3 separate regions of the Mus musculus genome follow, and all the other regions are linked to region 2. A link is a contact called in public Hi-C and promoter capture Hi-C data. All regions are on one chromosome and are shown on one strand. The core of a region is the stretch at or near the end of the contact, and the rest is flanking DNA. Distances in the headings are between cores, read along the strand shown. Region 1 holds the start of Ttc25 (tetratricopeptide repeat domain 25). Region 2 holds the start of Psmb3 (proteasome (prosome, macropain) subunit, beta type 3). Region 3 holds the start of Nkiras2 (NFKB inhibitor interacting Ras-like protein 2).

Region 1 (4,182 bases), core at 692-3,191, 2.8 Mb after region 2:
TCCTGGCTATCCTTGAGCTCCAGGCTACCCTCTTTCTCTGTCCTGGGACTGTCTGTGTACACCACCATAACCATACCTGGCTTAGGTATTCCTTTGTCATTTCCCCCAATGGTAATCTTGAAAAACTTTTAAAAACTACAACAGGGCTGGAGAGATGGCTCAGCAGATAAGAGCACTGACTGCTCTTCCGAAGGTCCTGAGTTCAAATCCCAGCAACCACATGGTGGCTCACAACCATCTGTAATGAGATCTGATGCCCTCTTCTGGTGTGTCTGAAGACAGCTATAGTGTACTTAAAATACATAAAATAAATAAATCTTAAAAAATAACTACAATAGTCGGGCATTGGTGGCATTTGTCTTTAATCCCAGCACTTGGGAGACAGAGGCAGGCAGATTTCTGAGTTGGAGATCAGCCTGGTCTACAGAGTGAGTTCCAGGACAGCCAGGGCTACACAGAGAAACCCTGTCTCGAAAAACAAAACAAAACAAAACAAAAGAACAACAACATCAACAACCAACAAGGGTATTGGCACTAATGAAAGTCTCTGACTTTACCACATTTTCCCAAGTAATCAGTTATGGTGGCTTGAGACAGAGACTCCCCTGTTACTTGGGCTGGCCTTCACCTCACTATGTAACTGAGGCTGCCTTGAACTTGTGGCAATCCTGCTTCAGTCTCTCAAGTGCTAGAATTACAGATGTTGTGCTCATTTGTGTTTATACATTTGCCAGTAAGGACATCTTTTTTAGAGACTGAAAACGGTTTGCTTTGCTCCTACTGTGTGCTGGATTCTGTTCCTAATACATGCCCATTAAGCTGGATCCTGTTTCTGTTTTTGTGTTTGAAACTCGCTGTGTAGCCAGGGCTGGCCTGGAACTTGTTATGGAGACCAGAAAGCCTGTATCTCACAACCAACCTCCTACCTCTGTCTCTGGAGTAAGAAAATTAAAGACCCAGGCCACCAAGCCTGGCTCAGCTGAATTCTGGAAAGACAGTTTAAGACAAGATTCTGGGCTGGAGAGATGGCTCAGGGATTAAGAGCACTGGTGCTCTTGCAGAAGACCCAGGTTTAACTCCTAGCACCCAAGTGGTGGCTCAAAATCATGTATAACTCCAAGACTGTTTTAAAAAACCAATATAGTTGAGGCAGTTAACTGAGCTAGCTATCTAAGATATTATGGGTACTTAGAGGTACTGCTGTGTCTGTGTGGTGTGTGTGTGTGTGTGTGTGTGTGTGAACATGTGTGTGCTTGTGCACATGTGAATGTAGATGCCAGGGGACACTTCAGGAATGCATGTCTTTCTGTCTCTCCAGGGCTGGCTAATACAAGATGGTGCCATCACACTGGGCTGTACCAGGGTTGGGGGAACTGAAACAGAGAGCTGCATGCTTAGCATGCGCTTTACCAACTGAGTTATCCCCACAGCCATTACTCCTGAATGGCTGCAGAATTATGTCAGGCTAGACCTTAGTTTAGACTTGCTATTAGCAAGTGTTCCATAACTATGTGACATTGAAAGCTAAACCCATCACACTTTCCATTGCATTCTCATGCAAATCCTCACGTCCCTGAGGGCTCTATTATTTTCCTGTTCATTTGGCAGGTAGAACGCGTACTTTTCAGTTCCCTAATGTGCTTGGTCAAGGATCACGCAGCTAAGAAGTGACAAGAGAGAAGGCTGCCCAAGCCCTCTGACTCCGGTTCCAAAATTCTCTCTCCTTCCTAATGGGACCTGGAGTGCTTAAGCCTTAATCCTACTTGGAATTTTGCCTCCAATTCTCATTTTCTTGGCTTGCTTTGTCTGCGAGGCTTTCCACGTGGCAACTGGAGGGGAGAAGCAACCTACAAGCAAACAGCGATCACTCTGGAGCGCCAGCGTCCTGCAGCCGCCGGCCACGCGCTCAGCACTTGTCTGACCGGTGTGCGCAGCGTGGCGACACAGGCGCATGAGCACGCTGGGCGGGCTCACCCGGAGGCCTAACACCGCCAGGGGAGGGGAGGGGAGGGACCGGAAGTTAGACTATCTCTCTAGGTTGCTAAGAGACCGGGCTGTCCCAAAACAAGCCGGCGATTCTCCAGCCTCTTTTCCTTTCTGAATCTGCTTCAGAATTTCCAAAAGTAGGGTGACCATGTCGGACGGTGATATCTTAAGAAGCACTTTTCCCTCTTACATGGCAGAGGGGGAGAGGCTTTATCTGTGCGGGGAGTTCACTAAGGCCATTCAAAGCTTTACCAACGTGAGTTGCGCTTTGATCCTATTACTGTGTTGCCTTCCTCTTTTCCCCTCCTCCCTTTCCCTCTCTTCCTCCTCCCCTTCTTCTTTCCCTTCCCCTTCCTTCTCCTCTCCCCTCTTCTTTTTTTCTCTTCTTTCCTCTCTCAACCTCCTCCCCGCCTCCGCTCCTCTTTTGAGATAGACACTTGTTCTGTAGACCAGGGTGGTCTCGAACTACCCCTACTTCCTGAGAGATGACTTCCAATGTGCACCCTCATTCCCAACTTATGATTTGAAAGGAAGGTGCCCTCCTTATGTCCTCTGGAGGCCAACTCCCTATCTTGCAGTTGGCCTCTGGAATGATGGAACCCCAGCTTGCTACCTGGACCCACCACCATTGTGTTGTTGATGAAAGATTTGTGTGTATGTATACCACATGCATGCCTGGTACTTTTGGAAGCCAGAAGAGGGAACTGGATCCCTTGGAACTGGAGTTACAGGCAGTTATGTAGCACCAAATGGGTGCTGGGATCCAGATCTGGGTCCTCTACAGGAATAGTAAGTGCTGTTAACCAATAAATCAACACGATACCACCCCCCACCACACACACACACACACTTCACCACTTAAAGAAAAATATTTGTATGTGATGGGTGTTTTGCCAGCATGCATGGACCACATGCATACTTCCCTCTTAGAGTGTGGAAATGGACTGAGGGGTGTGAGCTGCCATGTAGGTGCTGGGACTTGAACCTGGGTCCTCTGGAAGAGCAGGCAGTCAGTCAGTTAGTGTTCTTAGCTGCTAAAAAATCTCCAGTCCCACCCAATTACCATTTTTTTTTCATCACCAGCAGCCCTGAGGTCCATTTTGTGGATATCATACTCCTGGTTCCCATGATATGCCACTGTCACACATAAACCCTGACTTTTGCCATTTTCTCTTATAGTTTCTCACTAATGCCTGCCAGTTGGAGACATAATGTGACCAATCATTAAATGTTTCATGATTACCTTTCTCTTGATAAATTCAGTCTCCCATCCTTAGCCACAGATTGCCCAAGAAGCTAAATGTAGAAGTCTTTGGCACAGGCTTGCCTGTAAGAAAGTTGTCGGTGAAGTTAGGGCGTACTGTAGTAACCTTATTGAAAATTACACCATTGTACCCTACAGGGATTGGGAGTCGTTTTAGGATATTAGACTCACTGCTCTAAGCAGTGTGTGTCCGTCTAGGATGTCGGGGAGCGGAAGGGGTTACTATTGTTTTCTTTGTATATATGAGGAAGTGAATATAAAAGTTAGGTAACATGCCCAAGGTCACTGCACTGAACTAGCTGGAGTAGTGGAGGAAGGATCCTGTGAGCCAAGCATTCAGACTCCAGTTGCCTGGGGTGCCAACCTCCAGACTGCAAGGTGTTCTGATAACCTTTTCCTTTGCAGGGCTGGAGACAGTGCTTAGCTGGGTAGAGTGTTTGCCTTGTGTGCATGAAGCCCTGGTTTGATCCTGCTTTTGAGTGTGTTGTCCCACACTTTCAGTCCCAGCAGCTGGCAGGTAGAGAGAGAGAAGGAACAGAGATTTAAGATCATCTATGGCTACTTAGCAAGGTCAGGGCCAGCGTGGAATACTGGAGATCCTGCCTCCAGAACAGAATAACCATTTCCTTTGCTAGAAACTATACTTTTCTTTTGGGGTGCTGGTGCTCCGACCCCACATGCTTGCCAGTTGCTCTTCTTCTGAGTAACATGAGGAGCCCATAGCCTCCTTCCTTCCTTCCTTCCTTCCTTCCTTCCTTCCTTCCTTCCTTCCTTCCTTTCTTCCTTCCTTCTTTCTTCCTTCCTTTCTCAAGACGGGACTTCTCTGTATAGCCCTGACCATCCTGGAATTTGCTCTGTAGACTGGGTTATTTCGAACTCAGAGATCCTCCCGCCTCTGCCTCCTCAGTACACACCTGAGAACTGAAGGCGTG
Region 2 (3,976 bases), core at 499-2,998:
TCCACCAAGTCTGTAGCTTACCCTGTCCTCTAGTTGATTGCCACACGTAGTGAGCAGTCAGAAATCAGAGGTTCCCAGAGAACAGGAACCCAGAACATCAAGGCAAGGACCAACGGGCATCTGTTGCCATCGGAAACAAGAGCAAGGAGAAAATCCCTTTTAAATGGTGGCACTAGTTAGAGAGAGTCGTTCCTTCTTGCTTTTGTGTAGCTTTACTTCTGTGTCCCTTACACCTCTCCCTCTTGCAAACGATGCCCTTTGTTGATCTCTGTATTTATTTCCCCATCTTCCGCACTGTCTACTTAGGCCCCCTCATGGTATGCCTTTCTCTGTAGATCACAGCTAGGTTCTTCCTCCTTCCACTCTTTTATCCCTCACTTTGTTCCTGTGGTTTTTTTCCTGACTGTTTCCATCCACCGGGACAGATTTCCTCTTTCAAGTTGCTATCGTCCACTGATGCAGACAATGGGAAGCTGTCCAACCTCCGCAGCAAAATTTATTCTTAATCCAAGGAAAATTGCATTGTTAAACATGGCAGTGAGACAGAAACTTGGCTTTGCCTTTCTGTCATCCTGATTGGGAGAAAGAATAGTGAGAGGTGGTGAGGAGACGTTAGGGATAGATCCATTCACTGACCATAGACGGATTTCTAAATACAGTGACCATCTGGGTTGGTGTATCACAATTATTGCTTCTGGTACCTCGGTACCGAATGTGGCTTTGGAGCATTTGCGATTTAAAAAAAAAAAAAAAAGGCCGAGACCGTCCCTGGGTGGGCTCGAACCACCAACCTTTCGGTTAACAGCCGAACGCGCTAACCGATTGCGCCACAGAGACGGTGACAGTTGTTTGTGAGGCAGAGAGCCGAGTCAATAGTACTGAGCCGATATGGCGCAAGACCAGTCACGACGCAAGCAGTTACAGTAGCTTAGAAACCCAGCGGAACAAAATCTGATCTCGAAGAACAGCGAATCGAGGCTGTGGCGGAGGGAACAGTGGTTGTGCAAGGGAAGGGAAAGCAAGGGATGCACACGTCCCACCTGGGCTGCCCTGGAGCCGTTGGCCCAGGCTATCCTCGGTCAGTGTCTAGGATGTGGCACAGAACGTTCCTTTGTAGAGTGAACAGAGACTTAGGGCTACGTCTGTCGGCCAGCAGGGATTGGGAGTGAGAGACTCCAAACGCTGAACAACCTGTAGCTCACTCCCGTAAAACAAAACAAAAGCTCCATTCTGGAACTAAACCCTCCTAGCACGAACCCTCGGCACGATCTTCCCATTCTGCAAAGAATGGGCGCCTTCGGTATACTCGGTGCCGATAGGTTAATTGGCGCCTGCAAAAATCCCGGTGAACAGTAAGGATTTGTGAATGAACACTGGAAGTCGGGTAGCTTGAGTAAAATGCCTAACTCCTGCAGCACCACGGTAAGCGCCAGCTTACCTACTCTGCTTACAGCACCAGCCCCACAAGGCCTGTCCCAAGCCCACGTGTTGCAAACTCCGCCCCTAAACGGGATGGCCCGAACTCCAGGTCCGCCAAGATCCCAACATGCCCCGGACCGTAGGCTCTTCCGCACTCACAGTGACTTTTCACTTTCCGCTTTCCATACCTCCGTTTTGGTGTCTCAACCAAACTATGCATATTTGTGACTGACGGCATGAGTGTCCAATAGAAAGCTGAACTAGTCAATCCGAGTCGGCCCGCCAGCCAATGGGGAGGATTCGGCAAGAGCGTTGACCCTGAGAAAGCCAGAGCCGGTTTGCAGGCAACGCTGTGGGGATCGGGCTTCCACTCCAGCGCAATCATGGTGAGATCGGGGAGTAAGGAAAGGAGTCTGGGATGGGAACTGAAAGCAAGGACGAGTAGTGCTTGGGTTCGGGACGGGGAGAGCCTGGTGGTCAGTAGAATGCACATGGGAGTACCGTGCAGATGAGTGCGGTTCCTGGGTGCCCCACCGGGCCCATCTCAGGGCTGGAGCTCCTGGCGTCCTGGCTCCTCCGGAGTGGAGGGCACGGGTATATGAGCTTTGGGGACCAGAACTGATGTGAAGGTTATGGTCCCACTTAGCTCCACGAACTGAGCCCCTTGATTTGTTTGTCCCCAGTCTATTATGTCCTATAATGGAGGGGCCGTCATGGCCATGAAGGGAAAGAACTGTGTGGCCATCGCTGCAGACAGACGTTTCGGGATCCAGGCCCAGATGGTGACCACGGACTTCCAGAAGATCTTTCCCATGGGTGACAGGCTCTACATAGGCCTGGCCGGCCTGGCCACTGACGTCCAGACAGTGTAAGTGTCTCCAGCCCCACCTTCACCCAGGTTTCTTCGTTGAGCAGCCCGATATCAGCCATCTGCCAAAAGCCACGATTGAGTGTGAGACTCAGCTGAACACCACAGCGTTACGGAGATGGGTCCTAACCTATGTTTTTCTGGCATTACCTTGTGCTCTGCTCTTTGTGAAGAAGCATTTTTGTTAGGGAGTCCCTTAATCACCGTCTTAATATTACTGGCGAGCCGTCTCATTCTGCAATTGAAAAAAAAATTGAGACCTTCCTTCAAGATGCACAGTAATGAACGTCAGCCAGAATCCTACTGTAGGTCTTTCTAAAGACCGTGGGCACTCGCTAAACCAGTAGGCGGCTGGCAAAGCAGACATACCGAACGATAACTAACCATGATGAGCTGTTGGGTTTTAACTGCCCACTTTACTTACCTAGTTGACAGTGCTTATGTGATTTGAGTGATGGGAGGGTCTGAGAGGGGAAACGGGTTGTCTGTGATGGCCCCAGTGTGCTGGTTCTGATCGCTGTGGTTGGTGGTGGGAACTTTAAAAACACAATTCATTGATTATTATTTTACGTGTATGTGTGTCTGTGCACCACATGTGTGCAGTGACTGCAGAGGCTAGAAGAGATTGTTGGACAACCTTCCCCCCCAGCAACCCTCATGACCCAGCTTGAATTACAGGTGGTTGTGAGCCACCATGTGGGTGCTGGGGATAGAAAGCTGGAAGAGCAGTCAGTGCTCTTCATGCCTGAGCCATCTCTCCAGCCTCTACATTTATTATTATTATTATTATCATTTTATTGTTTGTATGCCCGGGTTCCACAGCCCTGTGTGAAGGTCAGAGGACAGCTTGCAGAAGTTGGTTTTGCCTTTCCATCATGTGGTTCCAGGCATTGAGCTGCTTAGGCCTGGCGTAGGTGTTACTGCCCACTGACCCATCCCACCATCTCAAGGATGGGATGCTGTGAGTTGCTGAAGAAAGACTCATTCATTGATTCACTGAGCATCGAGGTCAAGAGTCAAGTCTTGCCCTGACCCCCAACCCTGGTACTAGAAATTGAAACCAGGATTTTGAAAGCTTAAGCACATGATATGCTATTGAGTTACATCCTCAAACCCAAGCCCTCATGTTCTGTATTGTTATTACTATTAATATCTAAAAGATTTATTTTATATGTATGGATGATTGACCACATGTCTGTCTGCGCACCAGCTTCATGTTGTGCCCCCAGGAGGCCAGAAAGGGGTGTTGGGTTTGCCCAGAACTGTAGTTGTGAGGTGCTTTGTAGGGGCTGGGAATTGAACTTGAATTTTGTGGAAGAGCAGCCAGTGCTCTTACCCATTGAGCCATCTCTCCAGTGCCTTTTTATTTTTTATTTATTTTTCTATTTTTTTTTTAATTTTTCATTTCCCACCCCTTTCCCTTCTCTCTCTTGCTTTGGCCTGGCTCGCTCCAACCATATATATTTTTTTTTTTAATTATTATTTTTTTTAATTTGTCATTACGGATGCTGCCAGGCGGTGGTGGCACAGGCCTTTAATCCCAGCACTTGGGAAGCAGAGGCAGGTGGATTTCTGAGCCAGCCTGGTCTACAAAGTGAGTTCCAGGACAGCCAGGGTTACAGAGAAACCCTGTCTTGAAAAACCAAAACAAACAAACAGAAAACAAAAAATGTGATTTAGAAATAGTGC
Region 3 (3,875 bases), core at 1,200-3,699, 2.9 Mb after region 2:
GTTAAATGTGGGGAGGAGACGACCTTGAAATTGTAATTTAAAGCCAAAAGGAACGAAAATAAGACAATGGAATTTAAATTTCCCTTAAGGAAAGTGTGTGTCAAAGTCCCTAACCTTATTTGTAGGTCCTTATCATTACTGACGGAGTGGAAACTACCTGGGCCACTGGATAGAGAATGATAGCTGGACCTCAGTGAATTGAAATGCTGTGACCCTTTAATATGGTTCCTCCTGTCATGGTGATCCCCAGCCGTAAAATTATTTTTTGTTGCTACTTTGTAGCTATAAATTTTCTACTCTTATGAATTGTAATGTAAATATTTTTGGAGATAGAGGTTTGCCAAAAAAAGTCATGACCCACACAGGTTGAGAACCACTGCCTTAATTAACGAATTTAATTTTTCACCCATTTTTCAACAACGGGGGGGGGGGAAACAATTTTTTTCTTCCTTCCTGAATTTCTTATGTTAGATTTCTTCTGTTCATCTGTTCAACATGAAACCTGGGGTAAATCACACAGACCCACTGCCCTTAGCTTGAAACCTTGTCATCAATGCTTTTTGTCCCCACACCACACATCCCCCAAGTCTTTTCATCCCAAACTCTTAAACAATAAACTTAGAGACTGCAAATAGTCTCCTAACTGATCCTCAGTTTCATCTTTGCCAAGCCTTGGCTCTTCCGAGAGAATGACCTTTCTTGCAAAAGTGGATGGAGTGTGTCATTTCCCTGTAATAAACTTACCAATGGCGTGCTATTGTGGTGTTTGGTCCCTGGCCTCCCACACATCTTCATTATTTGGCTAGTCTCTGCAATCAATACTGAGCCCCTAGGGATTCCTGGCTCCAAAACTGTCATGAACCTTGTTGTATTTCCTCTGTGTAATAGCTAGCCCTGCTTGTCAACCTGACCGAATCTGGAATGAACTACAATCCAGAAATGCAGGGCACACCTGTGATCCAGATCTTGAGGTTGGAACACAGGTTTCTAACCTGGATCTTGACATGGAGATCTTGAGGAATAGTGACCAGGAAAAGCTTAAACCCAGGTAAGGTAGTTACATGCATTTAATCCCAGGAGATGGAGGCAAGCAGATCTCAGTGTAAGGTCAGCCTGCAACAAAGCAAGTTCCAGATCCAGACCTGGTGGCACACACCTTTAATCTGGGACACACCTTCTGCTAGAGGCCTTCATAAGGACGTTGGAAGAAGAGCGATTCACTCTTCTTTGCTTGCTTGCACTTACTTGCCAGCACATCTGTTGGAACCTACTACTTCAGGATTCCAGCTTAGGCAGAAGACCAGCTGAAACAACGAGCCTCGTGGGACTGAGAGAACTACTAGATTCTTGAACTTCTCATTCACAGCTGCCCACTATTGGGTTAGTTAGAATACAGACTGTAAGTAATTACAGTAAATCACCTTAATTTATAGAGACATTCCATAAGTTGTGTGACTCTAGAGAACCCAGACTGATACAAGAAATGTCATGGTTCTTGTATTTCCTCTGCTTCAGAAATCTCTGTGCTATTCGGCCCTTCAAACATGAACACAGACACCCCCCTTTCCTCCCTCCTCTTTGGTACCTGTCACCTCTAAGTTAAATGCCCCTCTGCCATGCCCATAGCACCCCACTTCAATAACAGCATTCATCATGGTTGGTTTTAATTGTTACTTTGGCTGGCTAATTATTCTAGACAATGAATTTATGGTTCAATCATTCTAACTTGTAGCTTTTCCTTTGTATATGGCCCTACTTAAGGCACAAACAAGACAAAGTAGGTGCTGGGGTGTTTGGTTTCTTTGTCTGTTTGTTTTTGAGACAGGGTCTCTGTATAGACTATGTTGTCTTCAGAAAATCTCCCTACTTCACCCTCCCAAGTGCTGGGATTCAAATGTGAGCCTCCATTCTAAGTTCAAAAAAATTGCATGGTTAGTTGAGCGTGGTGGCATGTGCCTTTAATCTCAGCGCTCGGGAGGCAGAGGCAGGTGGATCTCTGTGAGTTCAAAGCCATCATGGTCTACAGAGTGATTTCAAGGCCAGCCAAAGCTACACAGAGGAACCCTGTCTTGAAAATCAAAAGAAAAAAATTGAGGCTCAAAGAGCATTTGCCTAGTATGTGCACGATCCTGGGTTCCATTCATAGCATAGCATAGCCAAGAAAAGAAAAAGAAAACTTGTCGCATAGATGATAGAACGAAACGTCACTGGTCACTGTCTTTTAGAGAGAGAACATTTTAGTGTCAGAGCCTGGAACATCGGCTTAATAACCAGACACAAGTTCTGGTGGGTATTTCCCCGCCGGCCTCTGGGGGCGCTGTGCGATCCGCGCTCACTTTACGCCGCCGGAAGTTGTCTTGAAGGCTGGCCGTTGCGGGGCGGGACCTCTGGGTCAGTCCTTCCACCCAGAGGAAGAGGGCCGTCTTTACGGTCGAGCTGCCCCTCCCATGGTCCGGCCCACTCCGGGGGGCACCTCAGCGGGAGTGCTGCGGGGACCCGGGAGGTATGGAGCTGGGAGGCAGGGCTCAGCGCGGCCTCTGTCTCGGATTCACTTTGGTTGTCCTGTGATTGCCTCTGAGATTCTGAGGGGTGCCCTTCAGGGGTACTCTGTGGCGGCGGCCTCTGGCAGCCTCTCGAGTGTCGCTTACTAAAAGGCTCACACCACGGGGTGGAGATGAGCGACAGGAAACTCTCCTGGAGAGGTTTCTGCTTGGGACCCCTTTGAGGCTTACCTCTGGATCTCTGCTTTCTGGGGGGAGGAGGAAGGGGCGATTACTGGCGCTCCCCGGGTGCCTGTGTCAGGAAGTTTCCCTTTAGAAGGACCTCTCTCTGCAGTCTCAAGAGAGTTTATAAATCTGAGCTTTCTCTGTGCCTGTCAGTTCAAGGGATGTAAAAGCCATCTTTCGGAAGCACTTTTCTCTTTATTCTGTTTCTTGTCAGATCTTTATTTTACCGGTGGATTCAACTGGGAATGGTTAAATGGAATTTATTGCCATCCAAATTAGTCATTCAAGAAAGCAAGTTATGCCGGGCAGTGGTGGTTGCACGCCTTTAATCCCAGTACTTAGGAGGCAGAGACAGTCAGATTTCTGAGTTCGAGGCCAGCCTGGTCTACAAAGTGAGTTCCAGGACAGCCAGGGCTATACAGAGAAACCCCGCCCCCCCCCCCCCGAAAGAAAGAAAGAAAGTTTTTCTCCATATTTGCACACTCTCCCTGAGGAAAAGATGTCAAGAAGAATCTAAAATCCCTGCTTCTTTCTTCACGGAAGTCATGGTTAAAAGGAGAAAACAGCCTGGTGTGCATATGCCTCAACTATTTCATCAGCTGGGAGCCAGCTTGGGGTACATGAGACCCTGTCTCAAAACAACCCCCTCCCCCCAAAATCAAACAAAAAGAACAGGAGTATTTGTGGAACTTCCTTCAGTATTTGGTGCCCTATCTTGTGCACAGGAACAAACCCGGCCAGCTGTTTTTGTCACCCCACTCTCTAAGCCCCTCCCTTTGTGGTGCCATTAACCCCACCCTGGCTGTGTGCCAAATCCTGGCCACTCATGGGATAAGGAGGTTAATTACAGCTCACTGCTCAGTAGTTCGGTAAACATCAGGGTGGTGCTAACTCCCTGATGCTCCCTGGCCTGCTGTTTGGATTCTGTCTTCCCTCACCACACGGCTTCTGTCCTTTTAGGTTGAAAGCTAAGCATGGGGAAGAGCTGCAAGGTGGTCGTGTGCGGCCAGGCATCTGTGGGCAAAACTTCAATCCTTGAGCAGCTTCTGTACGGGAACCATGTCGTGGGTGAGTGTTGCTGGGCCCGGGAGACTGGCAGAAGACCTTGAGTGAAGGATCTGGTCACATCCTGAATCCAAAAGCTAAAAA

What was found. Promoter capture Hi-C pulls out the DNA fragments that hold promoters and counts their contacts. A called contact is a pair of places that touch in the nucleus more often than the background predicts.
Region 1: a promoter capture Hi-C map of pre-B cells shows a contact between it and region 2, with 2.7 times the contacts expected there. The contact joins the promoter of Ttc25 here to the promoter of Psmb3 in region 2. A contact is called at or near these places in 2 of 39 promoter capture datasets (liver and pre-B cells).
Region 3: a contact with region 2 is called in a Hi-C map of uterus, with 9 times the contacts expected there. The contact joins the promoter of Nkiras2 here to the promoter of Psmb3 in region 2. A contact is called at or near these places in 2 of 39 promoter capture datasets (liver and pre-B cells) and 2 of 484 Hi-C or Micro-C datasets (B cells and uterus).

What each region holds. Positions count from the first base shown.
Region 1 is chr11:100,543,667-100,547,848 of GRCm38.p6, forward strand. Ttc25 (tetratricopeptide repeat domain 25) reads left to right here and starts at 1,942. Exons shown (of 12, transcript NM_028918.3): 1 at 1,942-2,242. The coding sequence starts at 2,135.
Region 2 is chr11:97,701,686-97,705,661 of GRCm38.p6, forward strand. It overlaps Psmb3 (proteasome (prosome, macropain) subunit, beta type 3), which reads left to right and starts at 1,749. Exons shown (of 6, transcript NM_011971.4): 1 at 1,749-1,805; 2 at 2,103-2,287. The coding sequence starts at 1,803. n-TNgtt8 (a tRNA gene) reads right to left here and starts at 837; the gene lies at 764-837. It also overlaps a transcript of Pcgf2 not described here.
Region 3 is chr11:100,620,506-100,624,380 of GRCm38.p6, forward strand. It overlaps Nkiras2 (NFKB inhibitor interacting Ras-like protein 2), which reads left to right and starts at 2,450. Exons shown (of 4, transcript NM_028024.2): 1 at 2,450-2,503; 2 at 3,687-3,794. The coding sequence starts at 3,701.